3 separate regions of the Zea mays genome follow, and all the other regions are linked to region 3. A link is a contact called in public Hi-C data. All regions are on one chromosome and are shown on one strand. The core of a region is the stretch at or near the end of the contact, and the rest is flanking DNA. Distances in the headings are between cores, read along the strand shown. Region 1 holds the start of LOC100191202 (2-oxoglutarate (2OG) and Fe(II)-dependent oxygenase superfamily protein). Region 2 holds the start of LOC103651052 (probable methyltransferase PMT23). Region 3 holds the start of LOC100280904.

What was found. A called contact is a pair of places that touch in the nucleus more often than the background predicts.
Region 1: a contact with region 3 is called in a Hi-C map of bundle sheath, with 2.8 times the contacts expected there. The contact joins the promoter of LOC100191202 here to the promoter of LOC100280904 in region 3. A contact is called at or near these places in 2 of 25 Hi-C or Micro-C datasets (bundle sheath and ear).
Region 2: a Hi-C map of endosperm shows a contact between it and region 3, with 4 times the contacts expected there. The contact joins the promoter of LOC103651052 here to the promoter of LOC100280904 in region 3. A contact is called at or near these places in 3 of 25 Hi-C or Micro-C datasets (ear, endosperm and tassel).

What each region holds. Positions count from the first base shown.
Region 1 is chr3:188,364,732-188,368,808 of Zm-B73-REFERENCE-NAM-5.0, forward strand. It overlaps LOC100191202 (2-oxoglutarate (2OG) and Fe(II)-dependent oxygenase superfamily protein), which reads left to right and starts at 1,580. Exons shown (of 2, transcript NM_001136637.1): 1 at 1,580-2,576; 2 at 3,129-3,563. The coding sequence starts at 1,713. The coding sequence ends at 3,446.
Region 2 is chr3:188,601,380-188,605,632 of Zm-B73-REFERENCE-NAM-5.0, forward strand. LOC103651052 (probable methyltransferase PMT23) reads right to left here and starts at 1,949. Exons shown (of 9, transcript XR_004857323.1): 1 at 854-1,949; 2 at 131-280.
Region 3 is chr3:189,203,761-189,207,868 of Zm-B73-REFERENCE-NAM-5.0, forward strand. LOC100280904 reads left to right here and starts at 1,979. Exons shown (of 2, transcript NM_001153824.2): 1 at 1,979-3,198; 2 at 3,372-4,108. The coding sequence starts at 2,039. The coding sequence ends at 3,801.

The DNA of each region.
Region 1 (4,077 bases), core at 330-2,829, 840 kb before region 3:
ATATCGGTATTTCGGAAACATCGGAAACAAAAGTTCGGTGCGAAAAATATACCGGTAACGATCGAAATCTAAAATACGATCGGTAAACATATCAAACTTCACAATAAAACAAAATTGACAAAAGATCACAAATACCACAAGTTCACAAGGATCACAAATTTATAATATAAAAAGTTTATAAAGATCACAAGTTCACAATATAACAAGTTCACAGTATAACAAGTTCATAAAGATCACAAGTTCACAATATCCACTCGATTTAGTTGACATGGCATGCTTACTCATGAAATATTTTTCCCTCACATAAAGGGTTTTTTCACAGCCTCACAAGAAAACCCTAAAATCTAGTGTGAAAAAGACAGATTGTCGGCTTTCTATCATTATATATTACTAATACATAACATGTGCATAGAAAATGGTGGATTCGTTCGAGAGACCAAATCGTTAATCTCAACTGCCTTCCAACACCATCTAACCCTAAAAAAAAAATTAAAGCATCCAAAAAATACAAAAATAAGTAATCCTTATCCAAAAATGTATAGGCGATGCGAAAAAATCATATGCTGGAAAATTCCGAAAAAAATCCGAGACGCAATTCCGGAAATTTCCGAGAGACAAATCCGGTAATTTCCGACAAAAACCGGTAACCGATGGAAACGGTCGGTAAAACACCACGCCGATTCCGATACCGATTCCGATAGAAAATTCCGAAAACCGATTCCGTTTTCGAAAAATACCGTTACCGGTGAATCCGATCGAAAAAAATCAAAATCGGTTTCCGGAATTCTGAAAAATTCCGAAACCGTTTTCATCCCTAGTTCCAGGCGCAGCACGGCGGCTTAAATCTGAAGTCATCACTGAGGTGTCAGCTCTCCACGGTTTAGGGTTTCAGATGGTTTCATGCAGTTATTCCTCTCACTTATCAGATGGGATGTTCCTAAAACATCCGACTTTTATCACAAATCTAATATTTTAGCATAGATATACGTAGAATTTAAAGCTAATTTTTGGCAATGTTATTAAGAATATTACATAGTATTTAAATAATTTTTTTATATTTTTTATGTACATTATTTTCTCCCTACAATAAAAAAGGTGAAAAAACATCCGAATCCGTATTCGAATAGACATCCGAATTTTATATCAATTATTTAAAAAGATATATAATGAATTTAATGTTAGTTTTTTGTGAAGATTAATAGTCTTAATGCTAAAAACAAGAATATAAATTTACATAGCAAATTCTATATGTTATTTGTTCATAAAGAAGAAACAAGACCGAAAATTTGACATCTAAATAAATATTCGGATCCATCACTAAATTTCTTTTATACTTAGAAAAACCGAACTGATGTCTTGACCCCTCCAGTTTTTTTTTTAAAAAAAAGCAGAATGAAGCAGCAGAATTCTGATATAGGGGAGTTTGTTGCCTTGTTGGAAACAGGGCCAGTAGGCCGTGCTCCGTGCTCCGGCCCACTTGCCAGCTTCACCGGTCCAGGTCGCCGCAATTCGCAAAAACTGGCCCACCACGGAGCCAGAAGGCGTGTCCACACAAACGGACAAACCAGACCAACACGAACCGGATAAAGGCCGCCCTCCTCGCAGTACAGCAAACGGCGGCCAACAACAACCACCCCGGTACACGCTTCCCACCAAAAGCAACCCTGACCCTGACCTGCGCTGCCTGTGACCCCGCCGATCCGAGCGTCTCCATGGCCGCTTCGTCCTCCGAGGCTGCCACAGCCACGCCCACGACCACCGTCGGACTCGGAGGGAGCGGGACCCCAGGCCCTCCGCCGCCAACGCCATCGAACCACCACGCGGCGCCGTCCTCCGCGGCTGGTGGGGCCACGGACGCCTCGCTCTCTGCTTTCCTGCACCGCCTCCTCCTCTCGTCCCCGGCTCCACAGCTACGGTCTCCACTCGCAGCTCGGTCGCAGGCGTCGCCGCCCTCGCTTCCGCCTCTCGTCTCGCTCGAGTCCCCCGACCAGCGCGCCCTCCGCAACGCCGCCGACGTGGGCTACTTCCACCTCGCCGGCCACGGCATCCCTTCGGGGCTACCGTCGTCCGCGCTCGCCGAGCTGTCCCGGATCGACGCGTCCACGCGCCTGGAGTCTAATCTTCGCACGCTCGGCTTCTCCGTGGAGGAAGGGGAAGAGCAGGATGTGGACGGCGGCGCCGACGATCCCGCGGTAGTGTTCGACGCCTGCGAGGGGGACTTGGACGCGCTCCCGGCTGCGGCGGAGTACGCGCGTCGGATGAAGGACGTGGGCATGCGGGTTGTCGCGCTTCTCTCCGGGTGCCCCGACACGGGCTTCCGGGAGAAGCCCTTCGCGGAGGGGAGGAGGAAGCCGCGGTGCCTGCTGTGGGCCTCCCGGGTCTCCACCGCCGATACGGCACCTCCGGCCGTCGGGAAGGCGAAGGCGTACCCGTACGTCGTGGCGCTTCATTGCCAGTGGGAGGCATCAGGGCAGGAAGAGGCGCCGCCAAGCTGGGTTATGAACCACGGCGGCGAGTGGACGGCAGTGGCCGCCCGCGACGACGCGATGCTTGTCACCGTCGGCGACATTGCCCAGGTGCAAATCTCTCAGATATTTCATGAACATTAGTAAGTAACTGAAATTTGCAATAGCATCTCCCGAAAAGAAAGCAGAGATTACATAAGCACCGTAACTGTTCTTATCGTCTTGATCTGGTCAAAGTTTATAGACCATTCATTTAGCGCTCTAGTAAAGGCTAGAGGTAGTAGTGTCATTGCAACAGAACGTACAGCATCGAGCGGCAGAGATGGCGAGCATCCGTTTTGTTTATGCAGCGGCCAGCGCCCAGCGGCATCAAATTCTAAAGTAGGTTGCGCATAACTTCACCACCCAGTTTTGATTTTTGACCCAGTTAGGCAATCAGGTCCCATGTCTGCATCAGCTGGTGTGTATCACTCATTGATCATCGCCCAATTTGGAACACATAAATCCACACAAAAAGAAGTCAAGCATCTCTGCTTTTCAAACACACACACACAAACAAAAGTAACACCATCGTGTCATATGAGCTGTTCTTCACTCTTCAAGCAGCATACAGCAGCAGCACTTACCTTTTGTTGCCATGATTCCTTTTGGCTCGCGTGCTAGGTGTGGAGCAATGGCAAGTTGAAGAAAGTGAGAGGGATGGCTCGCCCCACATCCGCACCACCCATGGCGGCGCAGCATGGCGAGACCGACCGTCTGTCGCTGACGGTCCTTATCACTCTGCCTTTGGACAATATCGTCTCGCCCTTGGTCCCGCTCTCCAATGCGGCCGGAGAAGGCCGCGAGGCCGAGGCAAACGGTGCCGGAGCCGACGACGAGGATGGATGGAGGTTTCACTCTTTCCTACTGGAGGACTATGCGTGGAGGGTGTACAACCAGCGGCTTCAGTTCAAGGATCCATTGGTCCGGTATCGGATATGATATTTGCCGCGATGATCTATAGCGCTTCTTTTTTTCCTTTTGGTGTGCCAATATGCAACTCATGTCATGTGTGACTTCGTGTTGTGATCTACTATTTGCCTTCGGAGTGGTTTGAGTACATCCCGCCTTGGGTTTCAATGTATGTTGCTGACGTTTTGACCTTTGCTCAAATACCTGAGCCGCTGAGGGATTCGGACAAGCAGTAGGATTCTATACGAACTTCCAAAAATCCCTAGTGCAGCAACAATGTTTCCCTCATCCCCTATAAAACAGCATCTCGTACTCTGGCTACATGCGGACTAGAAGAGCTTGGCAAACCGATTTTGAAAAATGCATGATCGATTGGACAAGAATTACTTACTGTACTGATAAAGAGATCCGGGAGGAAATCCAGGGTGAATGGAAAATCAGTTGGGGATTTTTTTTGGGGGTGGGGAGGACAGAAGAATGTGGATCAAGTTGACTAGTTGAGGTTTAGGAACTTATGGTGCGTTTAGTTGCGGGACAGACGGTGACAGGCAGGATAGGGACGTTCCCCTGTTATCCTATTTCGTCCATCCAATTTTGAAGAATAACTAGGGACAACATTGGGATAATCCCGTCCCAACCTATAACTCTGAACTAAACAACT
Region 2 (4,253 bases), core at 699-3,198, 600 kb before region 3:
ATGGGACTTCAATGAAGATACTACAAAAATATCAGTAATATACTGAACTTCTATGAGAAAGCAGGATGACATGCAAGCATATATGCTCGGACATAGCTGGAATTACATAAAGAGCATAAGTAATAGCTACCTGTTCAATGAATTTAATGTATGAAGCCACGCCATTTTTGAATTGAGTCCCACCTCCAGGGAAAACAAAATAGTTACCAGACTTCCTGACCCAGTTCTGGTCCTTCTTGTATTCCACTAACTTTGGATGAGGAACATTATTATACCAAATCTGAAATTAGAGTGGAATGTAATATTACGAGGTAGTCAGCAATTGTATACTTTACTGAATGTTGAACAAAGTAACTATAAAGCATAAACTAGGTACATTCCAAATTTGAGCATTATAGATATGTGATAAGTCTGCATTTAAAGAAAAGGGATACTCAATATCCATGCATTGAATTTTCATACAGCATGGCCATGTTCCACAGGGTCATTCATGGGAATGACAAAAAAAGTTTGAATCAGTGCATGTTTTTTTAGGGATCTGCATCATTATATGTTACCGCTAACCAATGGAAGCATGAAATTCCCAACCTGGCAGCGCGCTTTATGTACAGCACTACAGCTCAATAGATGACATCCAAGATCTATAAAAGAGCTCTACTACCCTTTTGAGGCATGTGTATACTATTCAGTTTCGAGAATGTTAAAACTGTGTGCTCAATCGGGTATTTGGATCTGACAATCAAGTCGCTGGCAGATTACAGTGCATCCTAATCAGAGCATAGGAGCGCAGATTAGCATATTAAATTACTATAACCAGTAACCACAACTCATCCATTGGGGAATAAACAAGTACCAGTGAAAAAATCTTTCTCGACGAAGCAAGCAAAGCAGGCGTCCTCACCATGTCACGGCTGCGTGGCCACGGCACCGGACGCCGGTACCTCTCGGGCAGCGGCACGAGGCACCTCGGCCTCGGATCTGTCGGGCAGTGCCTCTCCCGGTGCTCCATGTGCCGCAGCGACTTGAGTGCCTTGACCGCCTTCACGTTGTCGAGGCAGGGGATGTAGTCCGCGGCCGCCACCCCCTTCCCCACCTTGCACAGCTCCCACGATGGTAGCTCCTCCACGGCGCCGCCGCCGCCTTGCCCCTCCTCATCCCTCTCGCTCGAGACTCCCGCGGCTGTCTCACCGTTGCCTGCCGATCCACTCGCTTCAGTGGCGGCAGGGGGCATGCCGTGATCTGGTTGGGACACATCAGCCTTCGCGTCGCCAGCAGCGGCGGTGGTATCTGGCCTAGGCGGGTCAGCCGTGCTGTTGCTGACCGCATCAGACGCGATGGCGGTTCCGACTACGGGCGGAGATGCGTCAGCAGAGACGCGATCAGCAGAAGTGTTGCTGCTGACCCAGTTGGAGACAACAGAGGTTGGGGTCTCAGGTGGAAATGCGTTAGAGGAGACGGCAGCAATTGAAGCTTGAGAGGAGAGGTGGGAAGAGGAGGAGGAGAAAAACGGGAGCGCTGTCGGTGCGGGGCTGAAGAGGAGGAAGAGAGAGGATACGACAATGAAGAGGGTGACGGCGGCGACGACAACAACTGGGCGCTTGCGAACAGAAAGGAAGGAGTAGATGGCCATTCCTCCTCTGGTTCGGAGGTGGTGAACGGGAACCGGGACTGCGGGGAAGATCTGCGGCGGCGGGGGAAGGAAAGGAAGCGCACGGCCGTATGCGGTGGTGCACTGGTGCGCCCGGTGCCCGTGTGTGCTCTGCGGATCTGCATGCCGCAGTTGCAGCCTTGCGGGTCCGGCGTTGGGAAGATTTGTTTTGAGTATAGTACCCCCTCGGCCCCATAAAAAAAGAGTCTCATTTTCGTTTGTAGACGAGTTAAAAAAATTGTTAGTTTTTAAAGAAAATATAAATAAACAAATGTATAGAATAAAAGGTCTACTTGGCTCCCTCAACTATTAGTGTTTCACATGCTCACCTATAAAACCACTTATTCTACTTTTAAACTATTAAAAATCATCTACTACCAGCGTTCTCAAATATTTATCATTCGCTAGTTTGCTTTTAACTAAACCACGATAATTAAAAAAGAACGGAAGGATTAAATAACCCTAACATGTTTTTAAAATAGAGCATCTTCAAGAGACTCTTTATTTCTTTTCTATCTGTTTGACTCTCTATTTGTCTTTTCATAAAGATTACACTTTATATGTAACATCTTGTAATACCCAAAATGTATAAAATGATAATATAGTTGATCTCATTATTTCGTGTGCCATCTTATCATTATAACAAGAGAATAACTATAAATAAGAATGAGTAATTAAAACCAATGACACTTAAAAAAATATACATCATGCTGGGATTTATGGAGTGTGTGCATTTGGTGACAAATAAATCAACATTCAAATTGAGGATTTAATACCTACTTTGAATAAATAGAATAGAAGGAGAGAAATACTATATAAATCACAAAATAAAACTTATTAATAAAATTTTATATTGGCAAGTTCAAATTTAATATCTAACCAAATTACAAATTTGCCACAAAAATAATTTCTTTTAGAGTTGAAGTTTTGAATTTGGAAAGGAATAAAAGAATAATAAAAAAAAAGAGAAAGCAGTTTTCAGTCGAGTGGGCCTCTAGTCCCTCCATTCAGCCCATCTTCGGATTCACCCCGCTAGCCCACGTTCCCTCAGCTCGCGCAGCCAGGTCCCACACGTCCAGCCCACTGCCAACTCTAGTCTCTCGCCGACTAGTGGTCCCGTTGGCTGCTCCCTCGCGTGCACACGGTCTTTGGCTGGTGGCCCACTGGTCAGGCTCTGCTATCGCGTGCGCCCAGGTCACCCTCACCGCTGGGTGGGGTATCGCGGCCGGTACGTCGTCTTCACCATGCCGCAAAGCACGGACTCCGCAGGTATGGCTGCCGTGATTCTTGGTCGGATCCGCGGCACCAGGAGAAGATTAGGTCTAGCCGCGGGGTATAAGGCCCTCCCCACCTCGTTCGCTCCTAGTCTCCGGGGTAGGGGTGGATATCGAGCCAGCTCGGCTCGGCTCGACCGAGCTCGAGCTGGCTCGTTAAGAAAACGAGCTGGCTCGGCTCGACTCGTTAAGGAACCGAGCCAGAGAACCAGCTCGGCTCGGCTCGTTTGCGAGCTCGAGCTGGCTCGTTTAGCTCGCGAGCCACAACAAAAAATAGTATACATGTATATATACAACAATATAATCAATTGCTAGTTAATTTTATACTAATTTAACACTAGAAAAGACTAACAATACTCATAATTTTATATATCACATCATTTAAACCCTAAACAAACATAGTTCGTCACTTATTAATTCATCCAATATAAGTATATGCTTTGTTTTACAGATAAATGCTAGCTCATTCGAGCTAACGAGCTGGCTCGAGCTCGTGTCGAGCTGGCTCGTTAACGAACCGAGCTGAGATGTTAGCTCAGCTCGTGATAAAATTGAAATGAGCCGAGTCGAGCCGAGCCGAGCTGACCACGAGTCGAGCGAGCTCACGAGCCACGAGTATTTTGTCCAGCCCTACTCCGGGGTTCGTTGCGGCTGAGAGAATCACCCTGGCCACCTGAAGCTAACCCCAGTCGCGCCATCGACTGTGCGTCTACCGTCGACCTGCCCTCACACCTCCGTTCGGTGCCGGTTGGATGGCACGGGATAACCACCACGAGGCGGGGGCACCGTGTTCTTCCTCAGCTCGCGCGGATTTGGCCCACGGTGGGCACAATTCCTTACCAAAGTCGAGGTTCTGCCATTGATTTGGGTGCGGCCGCCTCCATCGTTGAGAGATTATGTGCCTCCATCTCGGGTAAGCATCTATTCATAGGGTTCGCCTTTGTCTCCGCTGTGGGTTGGGACTTCCATTTTAGGAGATCGTGAACTAAGTCGCTAGCACAGTATGACTCGCCGGCGTGCGGCGCCGCGTGGGAATCCTGCGTCGCTGGCCTGCGCTCTGGAGGTGGGAGAGTACCCGATTGCCGTTGATTTCAAGTGTGCGGCTGAGATCATACTGATGCATACCGATTCGTAGGATTCATCCGTGCCGTTCGATCTAGATCGGGCACATAGAAAACGGTTTGGCTATTTTAAATCTACGCCGTAGATCCTTGATCTAACGAATATAGTAGCCTACCGGTTTAGATCGAGGGTGATTTAATCCAAGCCCTCTATCTGTAATCGTACGGCCCATATACAACCATACCACTTCACCCATGCCTTTTTGCACA
Region 3 (4,108 bases), core at 729-3,228:
CGATACAATGCCAAAGTTCCGTTCAAATTTCCAAGACGGTCTGGGCCTTACAGAAAATTATGTCCGTTGTCAGAGTCTCAATTTAGCAGCGGCAGCAATGGCAATCTATTCAGGTATTAACGTTCGAAATCTGTTTGAATTTACTCTATTCGAGACACAATATATGAGTTAGACAACGACCATTTCTTTTCCAAGAACATCATATTTTTTTTTCTTTCCTTGCCAAGCACGATGGCACTGCGACCATTACTCGTCTTCGCTGAATTACCATTTCCGAACGGCGATCCTATTCCTGCCACAGGATTAAACTCTTGCCAAGCACGATGGCACTGTGTGAGTTGAATTCGCAGTGGCGGAGGACAGTGAAGGGCTGAACCCCCTCGAACACCGTCGCGTTCGAACCAGCGATGCGCACACTTCAGCTTTTAGAGCATCACGGCATTTGGCTCTCCACTGGCCGAAACTCTGGATTCTGAACGTGGTGTGTGTGTGTAACCATGTGACCAGCAGAAGGCTACGTCAGTGCAACCTTTGAGTTGAGGATCGCCACATGATGGATCCTGCCGGAGATTCAACCGACATGACTACTGCCAACCGGTTCTTCAAATGACACTGATGAGCACAAAACGCTGCTGCTTTTGAGGATCGTAACATGGATCCAAGATGAGCTCAGCGTTAGGTCAGAGTGATCCTCCTTCGTCGACTTCGATCAGTCCCGTCCCGGAGCCTGAAGGTGATCGATCCGGACTCCAGCCCTCGGTTTCAGGAATCTCGGAAAGCGTGGTTGGCCATGAGTATACGTTTCCATTTGCGAGACTATCACAACACACGATTGCCAATTGTCGCCACTTACCGAACGAGAATTCAGAGAATTATTGGGTGTCAGGTATGGTAAGGCTGCACTCCGTACAGCAGTCCAAGATATCAGCCCGGCCGGCGCCGTATGAATACGATGTCACCGTTACCTAATCATCTCAAAATGTTTTCATTGAGCTTCACGTTGAATCCGGTCTGAATGCGAGAGTGCCAGGGAACCTGGGCACCTGTGACCTGTCGCAGGCAGGCATGCCATGCCATGGCTAGAAACGTGGACACGAATCCGTGCCTGTTTCTGCGCAGCGTTTGCGATCATGGCGCCGAGGCGAGCTGATGATGGTTACCGGCATCGGTGAGGGATAGCCAGACGTGGGGCGAGCACCCCGGCCGGCGAGAGGGCGGGTCACCCATGGCGCCAATTGTTACGCTTTCGCCTGATGTCACCAGTCCCATTCACTGCCTCAAGCAAGGCTGAGGCGACATGCCGCGAACAAAGAGTCCTGGCCAGCGCGAGCGCGACGGCCGGAACGTACGTATAGCGAACCATGGATTCAGACCCTGGAGTGGAGAACCAGGTACTGCAGCAGGTTCGTTGCATTCGATTCAGGCTTGGACATGTACATACATGGTTTTGGTTCAGGCTGACTCCTATTCTGGATCCGAGCACCTGAGTGAGTTAGGCCAAGAAGAAGCCCCCCGCGAGCGTGAATGCCGTACAACTTCTTGGCATAGCAGCTTGTCTTGGACGCCTAAAACCATCGGCAGATACACAACAAGCCAGTAAACTCTGCCTGCGATCTGACCCGTCCGTCGTGGCTGCAGCGTAACCGTAACCGTAACCGGCCAGGAAATAGATACAGGAGAATGGATCAATGGATGGCCGTCGGCTTCTGCGTCAACACATGTCACGCAGTGACAGTGCCGAAAGTTACGTCTCGGCTTGGATTTGGATCCGCCGGCCGCCTTCCTCTGTTGGCCTGATACGCATAGCGCTTAGGAGGGAGAAGGCTGCTTGCCTGCTCGGCTAACAGCCTAACAGCAAGCCACATATCTGGCTTGCGGCCACACCCATCGTTGTCGGGCATTGATGAATGGTGCCGGTTCGCCTTAACCGCCGGAGCTAGCTCTGCATAAATATAATACGAACAGCTCGATCTCAAGTGAAGTGGCAGCAGCAAGCACCACGGAGAGGGACACGACTCCTCTCCCTCCCTCCCTCACCATGCCTTCCCCTTCCTCGGCCCACTGGCTGAGCCTCGTCGGGAGCATCTGGCTGCAGACCATCAACGGGCCCAACGCGGACTTCCCCGTCTACTCGTCGCAGCTCAAGGACCTGAAGCACATCACGCAGGTGCAGCTCAACTTCCTGGCCTTCGCGTCCGACGCGGGCAAGCTCTTCGGCTGGTTCTCCGGGGTGGCGGCGCTGCACCTGCCGCTGTGGCTCGTGGCCTTGGTCGGCGCATCCTTCGGCCTCGTCGGCTACGGGGTCCAGTACCTCTTCCTCGACAGCGCCGCCCTCCGCTACTGGCACCTGTTCCTGCTCACCTCCCTGGCCGGGAACGGCATCTGCTGGATCAACACCGTCTGCTACCTCCTCTGCATCCGCAACTTCGGCAGCAGCCGCAGCCGCGTCGCCGTGAGCCTCGCCGCCAGCTACCTCGGCCTCAGCGCCAAGGTCTACACCAGCCTGGCGGACTCCATACCCGGCCACCAGGCCACCTCCAAGGCCAAGACCTACCTCCTCCTCAATGCCGTCGTGCCCATGCTCGTCACCGTCGCGGTGGCGCCGTCGCTCAGGGCGGTGGACCTCACGGTCACGGGCGAGGGCCAGGCGGGGGCCAGCACGGACGCGGCATTCCTCGTCATGTTCGCCATCACGCTCGCCACGGGGGCCTGCGCCGTGGTTGGCAGCATCGGCTCCTCCACGTCCGGCGGCGGGCTGTCGTCGAGGGAGCACGTGGTCAGCCTCGCCGTGCTGCTGGCCACCCCCGTGCTCATCCCGCTGGCGCTCAGGGTCCGGGAGAGCCTGGACAGGATACGGGAGACCAAGCGGGAGAACAGGATCTACGACCTCGGCACCGACGACGATGGCGTCGTCGTCGACGTGGCCGCCACCGCCGAGAGCAAGGACGGAGACGGCGGCGTCACGGAGAAACCGCAGGAGGAGGTCGACGGCCTCCGGCTGCTGAGGAAGCTCGACTTCTGGCTCTACTTCTTCAGCTACATGTTCAGTGGCACCCTGGGCCTGGTGTTCTTGAACAACCTGGGACAGATAGCCGAGTCGCGGCGGCTCGGCCAGACTTCCACGCTCGTCTCGCTGTCGTCTTCGTTTGGATTCTTCGGCCGCCTGCTCCCGTCCTTCTTGGACTACTACTCCGCGAAGTAAGCACAAAGCTAATTTATATGAAGACTCGATCGGTAGTAGATTCAGTTTCAAGTTTCTAGATCGACCACCGATGCGCGCGGTCTTTTTTAATTGACATGCTAACGAACTTGTCGCTACACAGAACACAAAAGTCTAACTACTCTCCTCTTTCTTTTTGCACGACAAGCAGGAGCGGCTACTCCATCTCAAGGACGGGATCCATGGCGTCGCTGATGGCGCCCATGTCCGGCGCCTTCCTCCTGCTCCTCAACCGGAGCCACTTCATCCTGTACCTGAGCACGGCCGTGATCGGCACGTGCACGGGCGCCATCACGTCGGTGGCCGTGTCGGCGACGAGCGAGCTGTTCGGGGCCAAGAACTTCGGCGTGAACCACAACGTGGTGGTGAGCAACATCCCCGTGGGCTCCCTCTGCTTCGGCTACTCCGCCGCCTACCTCTACCAGCGCGGGGCGCGGGGCGGCGGCCACCACTGCGTCGGCGCCGCCTGCTACCGGGAGACGTTCGTCGTGTGGGGCGCCACGTGCGCCGTCGGCACGCTGCTCTGCGCCGTCCTCTACGCGCGGTCGCGCCGGGAGGCTACCGGGACCGGCGGCGGATGATGGACAAGTAAGGACGTCACGTCTCGCCCGCTTAGCTAATTGCCTGCCGTCATCGAGGTACGGTAGGTGGTACTAGCTAGCTTAGCACGCAGGCTAGCTCCAGAAGTTTGTCATCTGAGGGCCGGCCTGCGATTAATCGGTCATACACCCATGACCCATCAATCGGCCAAGCATCATCTGCCTGTAGGCGATGTGTAACTTTTGATCCTTGTTTTTTTTTTTCACTCTTCGAGTTTCTCTTGACTGATCCCGGTGGAAGGGGGTACAGAAAAAAAAAATCCTTGGTGGAGGCTCATCATGACATGAG